Regions from separate parts of the Mus musculus genome. Here region 1 is linked to region 2. The links are chromatin contacts, called in public promoter capture Hi-C maps. All regions are on one chromosome and are shown on one strand. The core of a region is the stretch at or near the end of the contact, and the rest is flanking DNA. Distances in the headings are between cores, read along the strand shown.

Evidence for each region. Promoter capture Hi-C pulls out the DNA fragments that hold promoters and counts their contacts.
Region 1: a promoter capture Hi-C map of liver shows a contact between it and region 2, with 3 times the contacts expected there. The contact joins the promoter of Pgbd5 here to the promoter of Gas8 in region 2. A contact is called at or near these places in 3 of 39 promoter capture datasets (liver and pre-B cells).

What each region holds. Positions count from the first base shown.
Region 1 is chr8:124,430,229-124,437,097 of GRCm38.p6, reverse strand. It overlaps Pgbd5 (piggyBac transposable element derived 5), which reads left to right and starts at 3,162. Exons shown (of 7, transcript NM_171824.2): 1 at 3,162-3,299.
Region 2 is chr8:123,516,937-123,523,135 of GRCm38.p6, reverse strand. Gas8 (growth arrest specific 8) reads right to left here and starts at 4,301. Exons shown (of 11, transcript NM_018855.2): 1 at 4,184-4,301; 2 at 2,446-2,532; 3 at 1-198. The coding sequence starts at 4,186. It also overlaps a transcript of Dbndd1 not described here.

The sequences.
Region 1 (6,869 bases), core at 1,913-4,412, 920 kb before region 2:
AACAACTCAAGGAGAAAAAAAAAAAACGGTCCTTAGGATGAGGATCCACTCCCTGCCTTCTTCTTCACGTCCTTCCCTGGATTCTTGCTTGCCAACCTCACTGGTAATGTCCCAAGTGCAGTGGCAGTGGGGGAGGGGTGGGGGAGAAGAGAGTTCTGGGACAGACTGTCTCAGCTCCTAGCAGCTTAGCTAGGACAAGTTGAATGGAGCGGTGGCAACTGACCAGCTGGTCAAGTGCTTGCTTTACAGATCCAAGGACTTCAGTTTACCCCCCAGAACCTGTATAAAAAGCTGGGCATGGGGGCATGTACCACGAGCTGTACCCTTAAGCTGTGAGCCAGAATAAACCTGTTCTCCCTTAAATGCTCCTGTCAGACTATTTTATCATGTTAACAGGAAAATAAACAAAACAAGACAACCTAAGGCAGTACACTGTAAAAGGAGGATCAGGGCCTCAGAATATAGCCCAGGAGCCCAGGGCTCCTGCAAGGCTCTTAATTCAATCCCAAGCACCACAATGAATGAATGAATGAATGAATGAATGATGAATGAATGAATGAATGAATAATATAAAATTAAAGATAAAAAGAAGGCTCAGACAAAATTAAAAATGACAACAGTGTTTATTTTAAGAAAAGATGTGTATACTTTTATGTTAGTATGAGTCTTTTGTTTGCATGCGTGTATGTATGTGCACTGTGTGCATGCCTGCTACACTCAGAGGCTAGAAGCGGACATTGGATTCCCTATACCCGGAGTTAGAGACAGTTCTGAGCTGCCATATGTGTGCTGGGCACTAAACCTAGTTCTCTGCAAGAATAGCCTGTACTCTTAATCACTGAACCATCTCCCCAGCCCCACCACCCAGGCACGTTCCTTTGTCTACTTTCTATTTGATAAACTTCTGCTCCCAGTCTCTTCCTTCCCTTTCTCCACTTCCTCCTCTTTATTGTTTCCTTTTGGAGATAGTGTCTGCTATACCCAGGCTGGCTTCCAACTTGCTATCTCACTCTGCCGAGGGTGACCTTGAACTTCTGACTCTGTTGCCTCCATCTCCCAACTGCTCCGGATCACAAGCTTGTACCACCACAGCTGGCTTGTGCATTCCCGGAGATCAAGCCGAGGGGGTTCTTGAATGCTTAGCAACAGTTTGCTAGCTGAACTAAATCCCCAGACCTCTTCCTTCTGTTGCTGCCATGTGAGCTACTGGAAGAGGAGCCCAGAAAGCACAGAGGCCCTGTATTTCCTTGGTCTGAGCACCATATCGGGGTCAACGAATGGCTGTCCCTGCTTTAACTGTTACTGTTCTGTCCCGTGCTCCCGCGATGGCAAATTGGCCAGAACCACACCCACATTAGCTGCTTTTTTTTCATCCTTTTTCTGGTCAAGTCTATTTATAGGTACCCACTTCACAGCCTTTGTCAATTTGCTGTACACAGGAATGCTAGAACCCCCACCCCCCCCACCACACACACACACACACACACACACACACACACACACTTCTTTGGCATGCTTTTTCAAGAGAGTGGCAGTGCTCTGCAAATACTTTCTTGCTTATCAGCTAAATACACACAGAGGAGGAAGATCAGTAAGTCGCTTTCTCTTTCCAGCCTGGCTGCTTGTGATTGTCATGGATTCAAGCCTGTGCAGAGACCTGGTTTGCAGGTCACAGGGTCTGGGCACAGGCAGACGTGAGTGAAAATCTCAGCCAGGGCAGATGGGTCCCAGCACCCTTTTTCTTAGAAATAGAAACCCATTGTCTTCCGTTTGTGTAATTATCATTTACTACACCCAATAGGGGTCTCAAGCCCTTCACATCTACTTGGATTTATTTTATGTCGGAGTGAAAGTGACTTTATGACCCAGTTACCATTAATGTGACTTATTGCATTATGTTTGAGAGGAGGAGGAGGAGAGAAGACATTCTGATGAGGGGAGGTCGGCCAGCCGGCCTCATGCTTTGCCCCCAGAAGAGAGGAGACAGACTCTGCTCCATTGTTAGATCTCTGAAACCCTGGCGACCAGCTGTTTGTTTCCTGATCATATAATCCTCTTCCAGATGTGCGTTGTCTTAGGCCTGTGCAAGTGATACCAGGGCGCAGGTGGTGATAGTTCTCATGGAAGCAATTTTGAGTTCAGAAGATGTGAGCATCAAAGGACTGTGAGAAATGACGAGCCACCTCATTCCAGTGTTGCGGTCCTTACATGACAGTTGTTGGAGGAGAGACTGTTTTAGTGTCTGACCCAGGTTCCCAAAAGAGCAAGGTTCGGGGAAGCTAGAAGGGCAACCTGAAATTCACAGGAGTGCTGGGCGCAGCCTCGGCTGGCCGCCCACCTGGAGCGTGTCCGCAGAGTGAATTTCAGAACCGCTGGGCGGACAGCTCCTCGGAGCCGGGCGCGGCTGCGCAAGGGGCGGGCCAAAGAGCACGGAGCACCGGGACCCGCCTCCCTCCCCACGCCGGCGAGCGGCTATGAGCTTATGGGCGGGGCTCCTCGCGACTGACTGCCCTAGCGTCACGCCCCGAGGAGGCAGGGCGACCTGCTATCCCCGCCCCCGCGAGGCCGGCGCTCTCTATTGGCCAGCAGCTGAAGGTGCTGGAGGCGGGCCCGGTCCACGGCTCGCGCCCGGGAAGGTCGGCGGCGCAACGCGGTTGCCGCGGGGAGGGTGCGCGGGGACGCGACGGGGCCGGGCGCGGCGGAGACGCAGCGGGTGGGGGCGGCGGCGGCTCTGGGCAGCGGCTGAGTCTCTTCCCGCCGCGGCCGCAGCCAGCGGCGCCCGAGCTCCAAGGCGCATCCCGGGCGCGCGGCCCGAGCGGCCAAGACGGCGGGCCGGCCGGGCGCGGGGCGGCGCGCGCTGTGCTGCGGGCTGCGCTGGTGGGGAGCCACGGGCCGCGGCGGGGGTCCCGGGCCCGGCGTGTGCGGCTGGGAGGCGCTGTGGGGTGTGGGCGCGCGGGCGGCGGCCGGGGCTATGGCCGAGGGCGGTGGGGGCTCACGGAGGAGGGCTCCGGCGCTGCTGGAGGCAGCCCGTGCACGCTACGAGAGCCTGCACATCTCGGACGACGTGTTCGGCGAGTCGGGCCCGGACAGCGGCGGGAACCCCTTTTACAGCACCTCCGCAGCCTCACGCTCCTCCTCGGCCGCCTCCTCGGACGATGAGCGTGAGCGCCCCGCGCCTCCGGGGACCGCCCCGCCATCCTACGCCGCGGATCCCTTGGAACTCGAGGAGGACGAGACCGGTGGGGGCTGGAGCGCCGTGCTGAGGGATCGCCCGTCCCCGCGCTTCGAGGACACCGGTGGTGAGGATCGACCGGGGACACTGGGGTGCAGGGACACACAGGGCGCGGTCTGAAGGCTGGAGCACGGGCCAGACTGGTTCCAGACACACCCGACCTGCACCTGTGTGTTTCTGGAAACAGCTGGTTTGGGGAGCAGGGATTAAACAGAGAGGGTCCTACTGCACAGGATGGTGGTCCCAGGTTTCTCGTGGGTGGAGACCAAGCCAGCAGCACTTTGCCAGAGGCTTTCGGTCGTCTGGCAGTGTCACACCTGTGGGGTCAGTAAAGTATGGCTCTTTTGGTGGAGGGGATCCAAACGCCTGGCACGGCTGAGGCTGAGTCCTTTGCAGTACGCAGGATCTAGGTGTCAGGGGTCAGGCCAGTCGCAGCTGAAGCACATAGAGAGCCCAGAGCCAGAGCATATCAGCATCTTCACTGCTCTCTGTTTTCCCGAGAAACTTCCTGTGGTGCCAGTCGATCTCTAGCTGAGCACCGGAAGGAGCCAAGGGTGATTCCACTGCGTTAGGGAGTGTTAGTCCGAGTTACTTTCAAGGTGTGTAGACCAGACTCAGATTATCCGGAGGCGACTGGAGTTGAGCACAGCCACCCTGCTACTCTGAGCCCTCAGCTGTTGGCTTCTGCAGAGTCTAAAATAGTGCTGCTTTGCAGCAGCTTGGTCAGCTTCTGCTTTCTGAGATGTGGAAACTGCTTTCCCATATGATCCTCAGTGCTGCTGTTCAGGCTCCATGGCTTCCTAGCAGCCAGATGTTACACCATATATTCTGTGAAGTGCACACAACCAGTGTGAATGGGCACCAAGGAGTGCCCCTTTGCATAGTCTCTCTCTCTCTCTCTCTCTCTCTCTCTCTCTCTCTCTCTCTCTGTGTGTGTGTGTGTGTGTGTCACTCACACACACACACACACACTTTGGGCAGTGTACATGACACTATAGCTATTGTTCCTCAAGATTGCAGGTGCACAGGAGGTAGGCTCCAGGGCCTGGGTATGGAAACGTAGCTGCAGGGAGCTGGCAATGGGAAAGGTTGGCCCAGCCCTGGAGGGAGTGTTCTGCAACCTTGCCAGGCTGCGGTGTGGATGGGCAAAGTTGCATCTGGATTGGAGGGTTACCATCACCATGCAAGGTTCTAAGTGGGTACATTTTAAAACCCAACCATTTGGCTGTGGTTTATGGTACTCTAAATTGTCCTCCTATATGCCACCCTTCATTTCCCAGTGTGCCTTAAAGGCCTCCTGCCCTGGACAGCTGCTTTCCATATTGGATGTTGGGATTGTACCAGCCTGGTGCCCTGGTTTGTCAGTCTTCGTGCTGTGAGCCTTTGTGATCCTGTGTTGATCTTGCAGCACTTAAGATGCCTACTGTAGATGTCTACAGAGGAGAATTCGGCAAAGCTGAGGTCACAGGGCAAAATAGGGATGTCGTGCTGGGCTTAGTTTAGATGAAGGGTCTGGTATTGAGAAGGGTAAACACACAAAAGCGATTTAACCAGAACTTTCTTTCTTAGTAATGTATAAGTCAAGATGTTCAGAAGCAAAGCCCTCTGTCCACTGTTCACTCTGTCCACTCCCAGCCTGAAGTCCAGGATTGCCTGCCACTGGCATTAGGGTCATATCCTCCTTTCTGATAGTGCCACTGAGTTTGAGCCTGTTCCTGAGAGTCACTCAGAGGTTCCTTAGGCAAAGGCATTAGCGGCTATTTGCTGGTATTTGTGGCCAGTGTTGCTTTTCTGCTTTAGGAGCGATCCTCTCGTTTAAATTTAGATCTACTTTAGAATTTCCTCTGTGGTACCCGCTACCCAAGGGAAACACGGGGAAAGGGGAGAGGGACAGAGTTGATGGCTTGTTGAGCCCAAGGAAAGTGATTTATCAGAGCTTAAAATAGATTCCTGATTTCCAGGTTGGTCAGAAAAGATCCTTGAGCCCAGGAGCGTGGAGAGAGATGGATGTGTTTATTAGGAAGTCGGTTGCTGCAGCGCTCAACCAAGAGGTTCAGCGTGCTAAGCTACAGCATCCGGGGCGCTCCAGCAATTGCTGCTTTACATCTCCACAAACGCTGCCTGAATCTCTCTCCCTTCTGTGTGGCCCAGTTGCTTAACAGATGTAACTGGGCGGGCAGGGTGGGGGGAGAGGAAGAGTGGTGTTTTGATCTGTTACAACGTTACATTGTTTCATAATAGAACATTTGCGATTGCTACGGCTGCAGCAGTCTAATGAGGACTGCATAGGACTCCTGGTTGCTATGGGACATACTGACTTGCCCCACTGTAAGCAATTGTATCTGTGCATGAGTGTGAGTGTGCAGATGGGCATATGGAGCTGCTCCCTCGCTGCTGGTGGAGAGTTTCTTTTCTTTGGGGAGAATGCAGCTTGATTCCCTTGAAGACCTGGAGACCTTTGCTGAGTCTTTGGGCAGGAAAGAGGTGCATGATGGGACCGTTACATATTGAGTTGCTCTAGAGCAGCAGTTCTGTGGCTCCATGGAGATTTTTGTGCATATAGTAGAGAGTCAGGGGTGCCGAGCTGAGAAGAGGGAGGGAGAGATTCGGTAGTTACTGGTGAGAATCCTGGCCCTTCAGACTGTTCAAGTCTTCTCCGCCCCATCCCTATTTTCCGTGGCTTCAGCTATCTGGATGGAGCATGCTTGGGAAAGCACAGCTGGCAATGGCAGGGGAGTGGCTCTAGCACCTCCCTCAGGCTCTGCTCTGAGGTGTGGGTCCCCTTGGGAAGACTTACAGACAAACACTGGCAGGCTGGTGTCCGTACTTTAACCCTTGTGTAGATGGCAGAGTCTTCCTGGGAACTGAACTGCTCTTTGGGAGAACAGCGTCCAGACTTAACAACGGAGCCCCCTAAAATAACCCAGCAAGCTGTCAGTCTCACTTACCTTCCCACAGTGCAGATTGCCAGCAGTGTGCAAAGCTCTCCTGGGAGCAGTGTGAGATTCAGCCAGGCTGTGTCTGGGGCCTCTGACCTTCAGGCTTCCTTCTCCGAGTGCTTTCCATCACTTCTTGAGGAGGCAGAGAAGCAGGCAGTACCAGTCTCCGGTCGCCTGTTCTAGCTTTGCTGGGTTTCTGTGGTGACTGACCCCTCTTGTTCATACTAACCTCCGAGACTCCAGTAGGAACCTGACCTTGGGGAGATGAGAGGAATGTGGGGTTGAAAATTAACATTGTTGGATTTTTGTCCTTAGAGTTTACTGCCTAGATAATGATGATGATAATTATTATTATTATTGTTGTTGTTATTATTATTATTATTATTATTATTATTATTATTATTATTATTGAGGCAGGGTTTCTTGGTGTAACCCTGGCTGTCCTGAAACTCACTCTGTAGACCAGACTGGCCTTGAACCCAGACATCCACCTGCCTTTGCCGTCCAAGTGCTGGGATTAAAGGTGTGGGCCACCACACCTGGCTTACTGCTGGTTTATTAAAATAGTCTTTTATTTTTAGCATTTGTAACAATTATCTTATTTATTATATTTTATTCTTTGAGGGTTTCATGGCACCTGTGCAATGTATTTTGGTCATACTCATACTCTCTTTCCCCCTCCAACTCTTTCCAGCTCT
Region 2 (6,199 bases), core at 3,052-5,551:
CTTGATCTCCACCTGGTGCCTCTCCTCGGCCTCCTCCATCTCCCGGTCTTTGTTGCGCAGCTCAGCCTTCTTCTCCTCCAGCTGCCTCCGCGTGATCTCCCAGAAGGTGTGGATCTTGTCGCGCTCCAGCTGGAAGTAGTTACGCTCCTCTCTCTCCCTGTCCAGCTCCTCCCGGATGCGGGCGACATGTTCCTCCACCTGACCGGGCACAGGGCACCAATGAGGGATGCTGCAGGAGCCCACCCACCATCAGGTGCGGCCCAAGGGAAGCAGGGAAGAAAGGGGGAGGGGCCATTTTACTGGAGTTACAACACAAAGCAGGAAGGCCCCAGGGACAGTAAACAGGAAAAGTCTCTCAAATATGACCAATAATTATAAAACAATGATACCTGCCCAGCGACTCCTGGATTCTTTTAAGAAATTTCTCAAAAGAAACATAATGATCTACAACTATTTTCAACAGCACAATGGTTGAAAATTAGAACATATCAACTCAACTGTAAGATTATAAAAATTACCCAGAAGCACATAAATGTCTCCACAAAAATCACACAAAGCCAGCAGGCTCTGCACTCAGCAGACTCTGGGCCAGAGCCAATTATAACCCTGCAAATAGGTTAAAGGGGAAAGTAGGGCAGGTCTTAGCTTTCCTAAGCGTGGCTTCCCTGGGGAATCAGTTATCTTTAGGCACAGCCACAGGACGGCTACTCGATTTCCTTTCTCAAGACTACATCCCACCAGGCAGTGGTGGTGCACGCCTTTAATCCCAGCACTCAGGAGGTAGAGGCAAGCAGAGCTCTGTGAGTTCAAGGCTAGCCTCGTACACAAGGTGAGTTCCAGGATAGCCAGGGCTGTGCAGAGAAACCTTGGGGGTGGGGGGCCAGAGAGACAGAGACACATGGATGGAGAGGCAGACAGAAAAAGAGATGGACAGACACAGACACAGACAGACACCCCATTCTACACAGGGAACAAATAAAGACTCAGACAGCGAAGCGGCTCTGTGGAAGGATGCTGGGCAGTGGCTAGGTGCCTATGAGGGAACATGCACGCCGCACTCTGACTAGTGCTTCAGAAAGGGACTGAGGGGAAGCTAGACCGTAGGACCTCACGCCCACCCCCACGAGGACACACTTCCTCGGACAAGGCCACACCTCCCAACAGGACCAAGCATATTCAAACCACCACAGCAACCGTCACCGACTCAGACCCAGGGAGACATGCCATGTTGGCACGGGTTGTGGTTTTGTAAGAGCCTTTTACATCAATATACATGAGTGGCTTAAGATCATTTGTATAAGGACACTACAACACAATACAACCTAAACATATACTGAAGACATCCCTCCAGAACCAGGGGTGTAGCTCAGTGGTGTGGCACCAGTCTTAACAAAAAAATAAAGTAAATGAAGAAAACCTCCTCCCAAGCTAAGCATGAGCAGTCAAACAGAGGCAGCCCCAATAGGGCTACCCCTTATTGGAAGTTTTGTCAAAAATAAAACAGCCAGGGGCCAGCACAATGGTTCAGCAGGTAAAGGGGTCTGCTGCCAAGCCGGAAAACCTGAGTTCAATCCCAACTCCTACACAGTGGAGGAAAGAACCAACCCACACATGTTGTCCAGATGTATAAATGAAAGACAGAACACTAATTTTAAAAACTGGGGGTGTGCCGGGCGGTGGTGACGCACGCCTTTAATCCCAGCACTGGGAGGCAGAGGCAGGCAGATTTCTGAGTTTGAGGCCAGCCTGGTCTACAGAGTGAGTTCCAGGACAGCCAGGGCTACACAGAAAAACCCTGCTCGGAAAAACCAAAAAACAAAAACAAAAAAACAAAAAACAAAAAAAACGTGAGTAATTAATCAGACGAAGACAATGTAGTTTTAAGTAAATTGTGTTCCTTTTAAAACTTTCCTTTTTTCTCCTTCTTTTTTTGGTTTTTTGAAACGGTGCCTTTCTATATAGCTTTGGCTGACTCAGAACTCACTATGTAGATTAGACTGGCCTTGAAATTACTGAGATTAATCTACCTGCCTCTGCCTCCCAAGGCAGGCGCCACCACACTTGGCTAAAATCTTCCCCTTTGATATAATGTTTACTGGCAAACAAAGAATGACATATCTGTCTTAACACTTACAAATCAGCTCTGTGACCACTGGGTATATGAAAAGATAAGGATGAAATAAAATGCACAAAGTTTAAAAATACCTATCATATTCGAGGGGTGGGGGGACGCCTTCCAGGTTCCTATTACAAAGTGTCCTCACATGGATACACTGCATTTAAAAGTATGTCATGCCAGGTGAAGTGAGGAAACTACGGGCACGGGATAGACACGTTACGTTTGGACAGACTGAGAGTAGACAGACACACAGATAAGAGTTTCGCCAGCACATCTGCAGCGGTGCCTACCCCACCCTTGAGCCAGGCTCCAAGGGCTGTGCTCACCTGCTCCTTGGTCATGTCCTCTGGTGCGACGCCATCAACAATCGCGGTCCCTTTGGCTTTCCCCTTCTTCCCTTTCTTTTTGGGTGCCTTTGTGTGAAGAAGAGAGGACTGAGTTAAGTACAGGACAACTCTATCTCAGGGTGTCCCTCCTTGATGGACTGACTGCTCACATGGTCAGCTCTACCTCAGGGTGTCCCTCTTTGACTGACTCGGTTCACACAGGCATAAGGGGAAGGAATGCCTGTTTAGAATCTTGACCTTGACTGTTCACACAGTGCTGACTGGAACATTTACCTAGGGGGTATCATTATACTGATCCCTCCCCCCCATTAATATACCAGAGGTGGGGAGGGAGAGAGATCTCATTTGGAGAAGCACTAAGGGGGAAGGGAAGGAGAAAGAAAACACTTCAAACCCATTCACTCCTGGATGTAGGACAAGAATTTCTTTGTTACGGTTAAAAACATTCTTTTGGAGAGATGGCTCAGAGGTTAAGAGCACTGACTGCTCTTCCAGAGGTCCTGAGTTCAATTCCCAGCAACCACATGGTGGCTCACAACCATCTGTAATGGGGTCTGATGCCCTCTTCTGGTGTGTTGGAGGACAGCAGCAGTGTACTCACATATATAAAACAAATCTTACATTAAAAAAAAAAAAAGAAAAACTTATGGGGGGGTGGAGAAGGGGTGTTTTGGGAAAGGCAGCATTTGAGGAGGTAGTGTGGAAACCTAAAAGATAAAAAGAAAAACTTATCTGGGCTTTAAAAAGGAGGGATACACACACACACACACCCGCCCCACCCCACAAGTATACTGGCAACCACGCTTCATAGCCACCACAGAGACACAGAAGACCCTCATCAGCAAGGACCGAGAATAAGCCTTTTGGAGAGACCTCACAGCAATGACCGAATCTGAGGCTTCCTGACTCGTGTCTGCCATTATGAACCCACTTCAGGGAACTCTGGTCTTGAGCACACCGCACACACTGTGTCTGTCTGCAGATGTTCCCAGCAGACACTGCTCACAGGGCCTGCTTTATTCTAGCAGCCTTGACAAGGCCATAAATGCTTGGCGGGAAGATTAAGCAGCAGTTAATATCGGCCATAGTTCCAGGCAGGCAGACGCAGGAAGATGCCACCCCACCAGCTAATGACCCATGCCCTAGCACATCTGCCAAGACACTGCACTACTGACAGCATCTATCTCCTGGGTGGGGCGGGGCATTATGTGAGAAAAATAAAGGAGACAGGGGGCTTCGGCCTTCTTCTTCTCAGGAGCCTGAGATACCCAAGGTGTGTATCCCTGGTCACTCCATGACACTCTGCCCTTGGTAGGGAGGCCTCCGGCCACATGGTACACGCTAGGTTTTCCACCTCCGAGTTCTCGGGGTTTCTCCTGTGCCGGATTCTGCGCCCTGTGGACACTTAATTGACCCCTGAGCCCTTAAGTACTGGTCCCAAGGATCTGACGGACTCAGCTTCTGATTTCTGGACGCCTTGCACACTGGACTCTCAGTCTAGCCAGTGTGATGATCATCCCAGAGAACCTGAATGCAGGCCCCGGCCTCCTGGCCTCCCCAACCGGGACCACACGGAAGAACTGCGCCCAGCTCTCCATTCTAGTAATCCAAAATTGCAGGCCCTCCCAGTCCCGGGGACCCGACCCTCTCCACATTTCTGCACGAAAGCCTCCCAGGTTCTCTGTGCACTGGACACTCCGAGCACAGGCCGACTCACCATGGTGCCAGCAGTCCAGCACTTCCACTAATCCGGGATGGGCGCTGGTCAGAGGAGGCTGCGCGGTCTCCTGGCAACTCCGACTAGATCCCGTGCTGGTTCTCAAATCCTCGCGAGACTATCCTCCAGTTCTCCCCTCCCACCCACCCCCGCCCTAAGGGACCTGGGCAACCGGGAGTGCGTCCCTAACAACGCGCCAGAAGAGCTAGTGTTGCCCTCGGTGTATTGCTGGTCTCTCTCCCACTACAACTTGGGCTACAGAAGAAACCTATTGTGGTTCCTCGGGTTCTCCAGAGTCTACATGGCGGGCGCTCACAAGGAGGAACGGATAAAGAGAAAAGTCTGAATGATTAATCTGCCTCCCAAGCCAAGTTCCCAAATTGGATGCAAATATTGAGCTAAGAGCCCGCTCCTGCGGCCCATCCACCTTGCCCTGCTTGTGAAAATTCCTTCCACATGCTGCTCTGATGAGACTGAACGTGTAAAGCTGGGCTTCCAGAAAGAAAAACGCTAAGGGTGTTATGCCTGCGACCACTGGGGAAGCTGAGAGGAAGACTGCATGCGTTGGAAGCTAGCCTGGGCTACATACCAAAAACCCTGTCTCAAAAAAAAAAAAAAAAAAAAAAAAAAAAAAAAGAAAAAAATGCTGGAGAGATGGCTCAGCGGGTAAGAGCACTGACTGCTCTTCTGAAGGTAGAACCACCCATAATGAGACCTGACGCCCTCTTCTGATGCGTCTGAAGTCAGCTACAGTGTATTTATTTATAATAATAAATAAGCGAGTTGATTGGAGTTGCTTGGAGCAGGGCTGCACCCTGCATAACAACCACATAAAGGCTCACAACCATCTGTACAGCTGCAGTGTATGCACATACATAAAAAGAAAGAGAAACAAAACAAAAGCAAAACAACAACAAAGTGGCTTAGCAGGACAGGGTAAAACAGAAACAGAAGGGACAGCAGGTTATGCTCCTCTGCCTGCTCTGAGGATGAAGATTCCACACCCATAAGTGGATGCAGCAGGAGAGAAAGATTGCTCAGTGGTGGGGATCTGAGGCTCCTAGCAATGAGACTCCCCTGTTTGCTAACCCAACCTCCCAGTGTCCCCTCTCCCAGATTCTTGAAGAATGGCCCGCTGGAAGAACAACACCGGATCCTTGTGAGCATTCTAACAGTGGCTTATTTGTAGTAAATCTTAACAAAAGTCCAACATAGCCGCCACGCTGTTTGCTGTCAGTGAACTTTAAGGCGAGCCCCACTCGCCTGGGAAACTCAAAAGCAGCACCTAGAAGCACCTGAGCACAGTTAGGTCAGCTGTCGAATGCTGTCAGCCGAGAGCTCAGATTGTCAGCCGGAACATACACAGGTGGACTCCGGGTAGCCTGTTTTTTACGGGAGCCTTCCAAGAAAGCTGGATTTCTTTCCTAAAGACCTAGCCTTGGGAGTTGCACTGTCTCACATCTCCCACACTCTACTAGCCAGTGCAGTCACAGGCTCCAACAGCACTGCAGCTAAAAGATCCTGATGGTACGGTTCTGGAAGAAATGGTTCCAGCAGTTTTGGCTTGTTTGTTGAGGCGGAGTCCATGTAGCCAAGGCTGACCTCAAAGCCAGACCATCAGCAAGATCAGAGATGAACATGAACTGCTCCTCCTGCCTCCACCTGTGAAGCATTTGGGACAGGTGTGTAGCACCATGATTGGCTCCCTGACATTTTAACTGCTTTACTATTTTGGAAAGCACAGCCTGCTAATGTCCCAGGTACCTAATAGTGGCCTATGCCCAACCCTCTTTTTCTTTTTTTTTTTTTTAAGATTTATTTATTTTAAGTACACTGTAGCTGTCTTCAGACACCCCAGAAGAAGGCATCAGATCTCATTAGGGATGGTTGTGAGCCACCATGTGGTTGCTGGGATTTGAACTTAGTGCTCTTAACCGCTGAGCCATCTCTCCAGCCCTCCCCCTCCCCCTAAGCTAACCTTATAACCCTGGTTTTGTCCCAGGGAGGAAAGGAATG